Regions from separate parts of the Rattus norvegicus genome. Here region 1 is linked to region 2. A link is a contact called in public Hi-C data. All regions are on one chromosome and are shown on one strand. Each heading gives the region's core, a stretch centred on a gene start, on an enhancer-like site or on the middle of the called end of the contact. The rest is flanking DNA. Distances are from core to core; before and after follow the strand shown. Region 1 has its middle 79 kb from the start of Akap6. Region 2 has its middle 120 kb from the start of Arhgap5.

Region 1 (4,134 bases), core at 1,063-3,562, 250 kb before region 2:
GAAGAGAGAGTTCAACAGGTCAGAGGAGAAATCCCTGTGGGATAACCAGCTCTCAGCTTGTGAGATTCGATAGAAAACCAAACACACAAAGTCTTTTAGGGCTTTATTTTCCTCTGTCCAACCTTGAGAGTGACGGGATGGGGGTGGGGGTGGGAGTTGGGGGCGACCACAACTCTACCAACTTCTCTGCTTCTCGCCTTTCAGAGCTTACCGATTCCTTTCCAGCAGGTGGCAGAACGCTCACATTGGAAATTCCTAAACCATCCAACATTTTTTATTTATTTTGTCTCTCAGAAGATCCTTGGTATCAGTTCTTTAAAAGCCAGCAGGGCTAAAGGTGTGATTAGCAGGCACATGTCTCTGAATTCAACCACCAAGGTGAAAAACATTTTTTGTAAATGGTTCACGTGTTGGGAAGGATGCTGCAAATTCTAAAACACATTCCACCCCACAATCCTATCTACATGACACTTTGGCTTTCACAGAGAAGCAACAATGGCAGAAATAAGCACAACACAGGGAAAGCCTGGGTGATAAACTGCAAAGGCCCTGTCAATACCCTCTACCCCTTAGACAACCCAGCAGGTAGCTTCTGCATTTAAAAACAGCACTAGCCCCAGTGAAAGCTTTGACTGGTCATCTGTCGCCTGTGTTTGTGAAGGTGTAATTTTAGTCTTTTCCAAGAACAAATCAGTCCATGGATTTGGCATTGCCTCTTTTTAAGGAGAAAAGTTGTGCGGTTGTCAGTTACATGAAAGAAAAACCGTGATTCAGTGTCTCTGTACTGGAATTCATATTTCAAGGCGAAAAGCCATTTCCTAAAACATATTCTAGCTGGATATTTCAGGTATAACACAAGTCAGATGGCTTGCTTTCTAGGACTAAGCATTTCAGTCTGCAGTACCCTGCCCTGAACAAGAAAGCTAATAGAAAATCACCCCATACAACAACAACATCAAAAATCCCACACCTCATAGTTCTTAAAGAAGCCACTGCAACTTAGGAATCGGCTACAACTGTGAGCTTTGTGAGTTGTTGTGAAAAACAATTTGAACTAGAAAAGTAAAACTAACTGGGCTTCTCTGAAACATAAAACAATCATATACACAGCGCCACTCTCAGATCTAAGCAGCTGCGAGTGAGAAAATGAACCCGGGAATGAAGGTCCTAGCATTAAGTATTAAGCAGCCTGAATTTGATTTTTTAGAGTCACACTTCCTCTTCATGTTCCCCTCTCTGCTTTTCAGTTTCAGTCTGGTCTTATCCTCCTCCCCAAATAACAGTGTCCCCAAGATGTCCTGGCTCTGTCCCTTCTCGAATGGTATCCACCTCGAGAGACCGAATGTTTTTTATTGCTGGAAAGAACCTGGCAGGAATCAATGCAGCTGCTTCTATGGGGAATGAAACCTGACCTGAGAAAGAGAGTCCTTAAAGTCACAGCTCAGCACCCCTGGGGTCAGGATTTACCCCATCATCACCATCCTGTCACCTCAAGGTTTGTCATTGTCACCAGTCAAAAGTACCTGGCTTCATCACGCCTTCTTTAGAAAACAGCCCTCTGGTGGACTTTTTACACTTTTTCAGAAGAGACAGACAGGGCAAGCAGGAGACAACATCTTGAACTGTGGGTACTTTCCATTTGAGGAATCCCGCTCTGCCTGTATGTGACTCATGCTTGAAACATGCAAACGCCAAGGTCTACGCTGTGGGCTGTGGCGAGCTGATCCTTGGCAACCGAACAAACTGTGAGCTCTGTGAAGTGGGGTCTGTTGTACTCACACCCATACTCCCTGATTCGTGTCTCCATTGCCACCTTCACCACCACCTCCTTCTTAGTTCCCTGTCTTGCTTGGGTCTAGTCCTTTTAATCAAAACTCTAGAATTAGTAAATATCTATCATCCATGTACACTTTGACAGCCTTTAGGTTATTGTTTGACATCTCTAGAATTTCAATTGAACCACCTTAGGGGGAAAAGACTTTTGCCCCCACAGTAGGCCTCCAATCTGAATGATCAGCTGCAAGACCTTCGTGAGCAAAGCCCTAACCACTCCCCCTGTGCACAGCCAAGTTTTTCGGTCTTTGGGAGAATAGCAAATTGCTCATGAGAACAGCTCTCTCCTCCAGTGGCCTACTGATTCCCTCCTACTCTTTGCCTCTTCTTAGGATATGCATTCTCTTCTAAAGTAATCTAAAACCTAACATCCTGCTGTCTTCTCCTTCCCCAGCTGTAGAGACCTAGAAAACACCACGATGTTGCTCATTTAGATCTGCCTGTGTTGCTCAATGAACACCAAGATGCCTGTTTGCCACGTCCTGCTCCAGCTCACCTCATTAGCTAGAGTCCTGTTTTCACCCTGTAACACACTAGGGGTTGCTGTTGCAATGTCCATGCTCAAGGAGCTTAGATGAGAAGTGACGGAGGCTTCGGAGTCCTGGGAAACATTCTAGCTAGGCCTCTGTCTTCACAAGATCTGTGCAGCACATAATTCCTGGACAAACCTCTCAAACAGTACAACTTAAGAGGGTAGCTGGACATCACCAAGCTGAGTGTTTGAGTGTAAGGCTCACTGGCACAACCACTTACCTTGATAACTGCTGGATGTGCCCACTAATCCTTACTTGCCACCACAAAGTTCTGCTTAGACAACCAAGAGGTAAATACTATCAGGCAGAATTACGCATACCAACTGTACCACAACAGCTGGGAAATACTTGAGTTTGTTCCTGCATTTCACAATCATCTTTCTTGGTATGTGATAGCTAAGACTTTGGGAAGTAATTCTTTATATACAAATAACTACCATCAACCTCTGTCAGCCCCCAGTTTAGCTGCAGCAAAATGCTCACAGATGGCCAGTCCCTGGCTTCAGTCAACTGTGCATCAATCCTGGGCAAATATGGGAGGAAATGGTATACCCTATATCGAAGGTCTTTTCAAATTTCTAGGCAAGTTGTCATGACAAAGGAAGCATTTTGATAAATTGTGGATTTTTATTTATTTATTTATTTTATTTATATGACACTGTAGCTGTTTTCAGACACACTAGAAGAGGGCATCGGATCCCATTACAGATGGTTGTGAGCCATCATGTGGTTGCTGGGAATTGAACTCGGGACTTCTGGAAGAGCAGTCAGTGCTCTTAACCGATGAGCCATCTCTCCAGCCCCAGATTGTGGATTTTTTTAAGGTTTAAAAAAAAATGAGAGAGAGACAGAGAGAGAGAGAGAGGGAGAGAGAGAGAGAGAGAGAGAGAGAGAGAGAGAGAGTGTTGGGGGGAGGTCTGATAACAATTTGTAGAGACCAGTTTCTTCCCCCATGGTTTTAGGTATGGAGCTCAGGTGGTGTGTTGTTTTTGTTTGTGGAGGAGTTGTACAAAAAATTTTAAAATTCATTAATGAAAAAATATCCACCAACTTACCTCCAAGTATGAACAATTAACATTTCCACACAGAGAATGAATCTTTATAACTTTAATTTTCTTCAAAACTTATTTTTAATGATGGTTCTTAAATGTTTTATAATCTCCCTTTTAGCCCACCACCCCACCAGAGGGAGTGGGAAAGAAAGGCTATGAGGGAAGTGGTCTTGCTTAGAAAGGTTCTTTGGTGCAACTCCCAACTGTGTTGTATGGACATCAGCAGTTCAGTTCACAGGTTAGCGGGCAGCAGCAGCTCTATCCACTTACAAACACGTCATGGATACACCAGCAGTCAAATTCAGTAGAGTCGAGTTAGCAACAGCAGTGACACAACCCAGAAGAGACAGCCACGCATCAGACTTGGCTTGAGTCAGCAGAAGGGACCAGAGAGGAATGCCTGGAAAAGAGCTCGGCTGCGCCTCTCTCAGTGAAGAAGAGAAGATCAGTGAAGATGCTAGACCAACAAGCATTGCAAGGCTAGATCTATAAGCAAGCCAAGCTCAGCCCACACCAGTGTCCATCAGCTCCTATTTATACCCTCCAAACATCACCTATCCTCCACAGGTCTTGCCTCCGCACATTCGTCTGTCTCAGTTGACATTACTCAGCCAATCAGCCCAAGTCTGTAGAAATGACAAGAAACTGCAGCATATCACCAGAAGGTTTTTGGTGGATTTCTATCTATGGAGTCCCAACAAACACAGCTCAACTAC
Region 2 (4,040 bases), core at 333-2,832:
ACCCTACTTCCTAGTCAAAGCTGGGAGTCTGGGAGAGTTTGCAGTCTAGACAACCTATGTTCAGACTGGCTTGGTTCAGAGCTGAGTGTGACCATCGCTCTTTCTGAAAAGTTGTAGAGGGCAGTGGGCAGGGCTTCACAAGTTCACGTAGACCCTGATGCCTGCCTGCCGTGAGTTAGCAGAGGAAAGAGACCACTGAGCAAGAAGAAGGAAGTGGAAGGGAGAGAAGAAAGTGAGCTGCTTGTGGGGAGGGGGAGGCAGGGAGTTGGGTCCCAGAGTTGTTCTTTCTTGAGCCAGACCTCCCTGGGCTCCCAGCCATGTGCCTTTTAGTAACTCCCCCTCCCCTTTCCCCTGGCAATTCATTCTTTTTTTTTTTTTTTGTGCCTAACATGACCTGGGAATGATGGCCCGAAAAGGAAACTCCAGTCCCTAGACAACAATGTATAGTAGAAGAACGACTTTATCCGGCCCACATTTTTATGTTCCCTTGTCTTAGTCCGAAACAGGGGAGTGCATTAGTTAGAACCTTAAATCTCATGAATCAAAAAGCCCCAAGATATTGGGCATAAGATAAAACTGCTGTGGGACCCTGGGACAAAGTAGAAACCCCACTGAGGGGGAAAGGAAGGGACAGAGCAAGACATGGCCACATTGAAGCTTGTTGGGGCATGAGGGTTAATCCCCAGAGCCTAAACTGTTTAACCTTTTCCAGGGAAGGAACCTGATCTAAACCAACCCATATTTTATAAAGATTGCATTACTGCAGGGTGATGTGTTTTAGAAGTGAACAAGACTAGAAGAGAGAAACAGGGAGACTGTTCAGAAACCAGTAGTTCCTTAGAGGAAGACCAGACCCAGGACGCAAGAGGGGACATGTTTCCTAACAGGAATAAGTAAGTGAACGTGACAGCTATGGGAGGAGAGTGGAGATACACTCCCATGCAGTGACCATCCTGCAAGAAGCCAGGCTCTGGGACAGGGGAGCAAGGCAAACTTGGACCTTCCAGGCCCTCAGTCACTCCAAGAGCCACTTGCAGAGATTTGAGACAAAGATCCCATCCCCCAGGGTGGGCCTATCCCTGCAGCCGAGAGCACAGGCTGCTCCTACCCGCAACAGCGGGAAGTTTCTTTAGGCCTCTGTTGGCCTGGAGCCTCACACCAGAGCTCTGTGTTTACACATTCAAGAGAACTGAATCTCACATAATCATATATGTGACAAAGGCCTCGGCTATAAGCAACATTAATGAAGACAAATGAATCAGCCAAACACTGCAGTCTGTGTATCGGCTCCCAGGGCCCTGCTGCATGCTGGCAGGCTGCTTGGAGGGGGATGGGCTGGCTCTGGCTGTAGCTCTGGCTTTGCCTGATGGAGATGTATGAGATGCCTCCGGCTGGGCCTGGCCACCCTGACTGAGGCAGGCGAAGAGGTGTGGAGGGCATTTTGGGATTGATTCTAAGTGCATATGAAAGCCATCTTAAGAGAGGCCTGCATGAAAGGAGGAGTTGGCTGTAAGGGTCTAATGGTGTTAAATAAACACATTCTCTATATCCTGGAGGTTGCTGGTGAGGAAAGCAGCTATTGGAATTTTAATTCCAGCCAGACAGTGAGTAACCACACCCTATGAGGCATTTTACTGAGTACAATCCGTTATGCATACGGCTCTTAGCTAAAGTCCCTCTCCCTGCCCAGGCATTTTGTATCATTCTTCCCATCCGGTTCTCTTTGTGACAGATTAGAAAACATTCAGCTTCAAGACTTTTACTCCCATCTCTCCCCAGAGGATCAAAGTCGATCAAAAGAGGCAGACGTTTGTAAATCAGGTTCTCTGATCTCTGAGCTGTGGGGCTGCTATGAGAGGCAAGCTGGACAGCCAGCACCTCCACAGGCTGAGTTTGGTGCTTAGACCCATTCAGACAGCCTCCAGAAGTGAAAAGACAGCAGTCCCAAGGGGTTCCAGAAGGAGGACATGGAGCCCTACCTAGTTACCAGGCAGCATGTACACCCAGCTGCATGGAGTGCCGAGCTATCATTTTGGCATTTACTGCACGCAGTGCAGGAGACGGCATGACGGATCACCTCCTGCTCCTGGGGTATATCTCCAACAGGGCAAGAGAAAAGGGCATTTCATCAGAGTCTACAGAAACATTCTTAGAGGTTTCCTGACACTAATGAAGCCAGCCAATATCGTTGGGTCAATATGAAGGAGTTGGAAGCTAATTAATCAGGGTGGAGATGGGATTCATGGATGGCCGTGGAACAATGGAATGAAAACTTGGCAAGTGAGGAAAAGCCTTGCATCCAGGCAATGACATAGTACCATGTCCTGTCTCATGCCCTGTAGAAGAAATCCCAGTTAGGCGCAGAAGGTAAGTTAGGTAACAGATCCATCGTCACCAGCAATCTTCTGCGGGGAATTTTCTCTTAATGACGCTCAGATTGATTTTCCCATTTCCCTGGAAGGAAATGGAAGCGAAGAGAAAACATAAATGTCTTTTAATAATGCTAGGCAGGCCAATATGAGGACACATGTGTACAGGAGAAATGAACAATACCAATGACACGCTTGGGAAAGCAGGCTTCCCTGTGACTGAGTCAACAGAAGTGGGGTGAAAACTGGGTAGGGCACTATTCAATATGACTTAGCCAGCAGCCACACCCACTTAGTGGAGACAGAAAGAGACTTGTCACCTGGGGCTCATCTCTCAGTCCAATTCCCTCTTCTCCTAAGACAAAGGGTTGGACTGGCTGGACTCGGTGGTCCCTTCTGGCCTGCAGATGCTCCCCGTCACTATGATTTCCCAAGAGACGCCAGGGCATCATTAGCCCAGGGCTGTGGAGCATTGTGCAGTAGGAGGGTCCAGGACATCGTCTCCTAAGCCATGGTTAGATTTTACTTCCCTCCTGATTGTCCCTTGATTTATCAGAGTCTCAGAACCTAATAAAATGGTATCATTTCATCTTGAACCTAACATGGCGCTTTGTTAAGCATGTGGTAGCTCCTGGTTTGAAATGCACGGTCCTTCTGTGTCCTGATGGGTCAAAACCACTTGGCCATGAAGCCGCAAAGCACCAGATTCAGAGTCCTGCTGTGTCGCTACGTGGTTGGATGGTCCTAGACGGCCACTTTCAAGCCATTGAGAAGGAACTATGTGGCTGTACCAGAACTCACATGGAAAGATGGCCACAACCTGTTATTTAAATATTTTAAAGTAAATGGCAAGTAGTAAAGCGCTTTTTGCACAACCAAGAGGATCATAGTTGGAACCCTGGTTTAAAACTCAGAAAGCTTGTGTATGTGTCCTCTTTGTAAAAATTCTGGGTGTAGTAGCTGGCTCTGGGAAGACAAGGGCAGATAGAATCCAAGGACTAACCAGCCAGCCTAGCCTAATTGGTGAGGTCCAGAGCAAGTGAGAGGCTGTCAGAGATCAAGGTGCATGCATCATACCATCTACGTTCACCTCTGGCCTTCTCTCTCCCTCCCCCTCCCCTCCCCTCCCTCTCTCCCTCCCCCCCCCACAGTTTTAATATGGTAAATGACAGACAAGAGTCAAAAGATAGGAATTACCCAAGTATGTATTGGTGTACAAGAAGAAAAAGTGTAGTGTACACAACCAATTCTGAAAGAAATTCTGACACGTCCTACAAGGATGGTATCATAGCAGTCACAAACACCCTGTGTTCCACACACACGAAGCACCTAGAGTCCTCACGTTCACAGAGTTAGAATGCAGCGTGCTGCTGTTCAAGGGCCGGGGGCAGCAGAGAGGAATGCGCCTCAGTGTGCATCAGGTACAGTTTCAGAGGGGAGAACCTTCATGGAGATGGAAGGTGGTAATGGTTGTGCAACAATGTGGATGTAGTTAATGCCACTGAACCATATACCTACAATGATTAAAATGTGAGCTTTATGTTCCATGTATCAATATATAGTAATACATAATATATTGTATATTATAGTAATGATATATATTACATGTATGATTGCAACATACATGTAAAAAATGAAGCAGCAGAACAGCATGTCTGTCCTTAAGCTGTG

Evidence for each region. A called contact is a pair of places that touch in the nucleus more often than the background predicts.
Region 1: a Hi-C map of the A7r5 cell line shows a contact between it and region 2, with 4 times the contacts expected there. The contact joins two enhancer-like sites. A contact is called at or near these places in 3 of 12 Hi-C or Micro-C datasets (the A7r5 cell line, the Rat2 cell line and liver).

What each region holds. Positions count from the first base shown.
Region 1 is chr6:75,838,124-75,842,257 of GRCr8, reverse strand. No RefSeq gene overlaps it. Among named protein-coding and RNA genes, the nearest start is that of Akap6, 79 kb to the left of the region's middle. Within about 2 kb of position 2,312, at least 28 of the 93 cell types and tissues checked have an H3K27ac peak or open chromatin away from gene starts, as enhancers often do. A contact at or near this core is called in the A7r5 cell line, where this site is marked.
Region 2 is chr6:75,587,238-75,591,277 of GRCr8, reverse strand. No RefSeq gene overlaps it. Among named protein-coding and RNA genes, the nearest start is that of Arhgap5, 120 kb to the left of the region's middle. Within about 2 kb of position 1,582, at least 30 of the 93 cell types and tissues checked have an H3K27ac peak or open chromatin away from gene starts, as enhancers often do. A contact at or near this core is called in the A7r5 cell line, where this site is marked.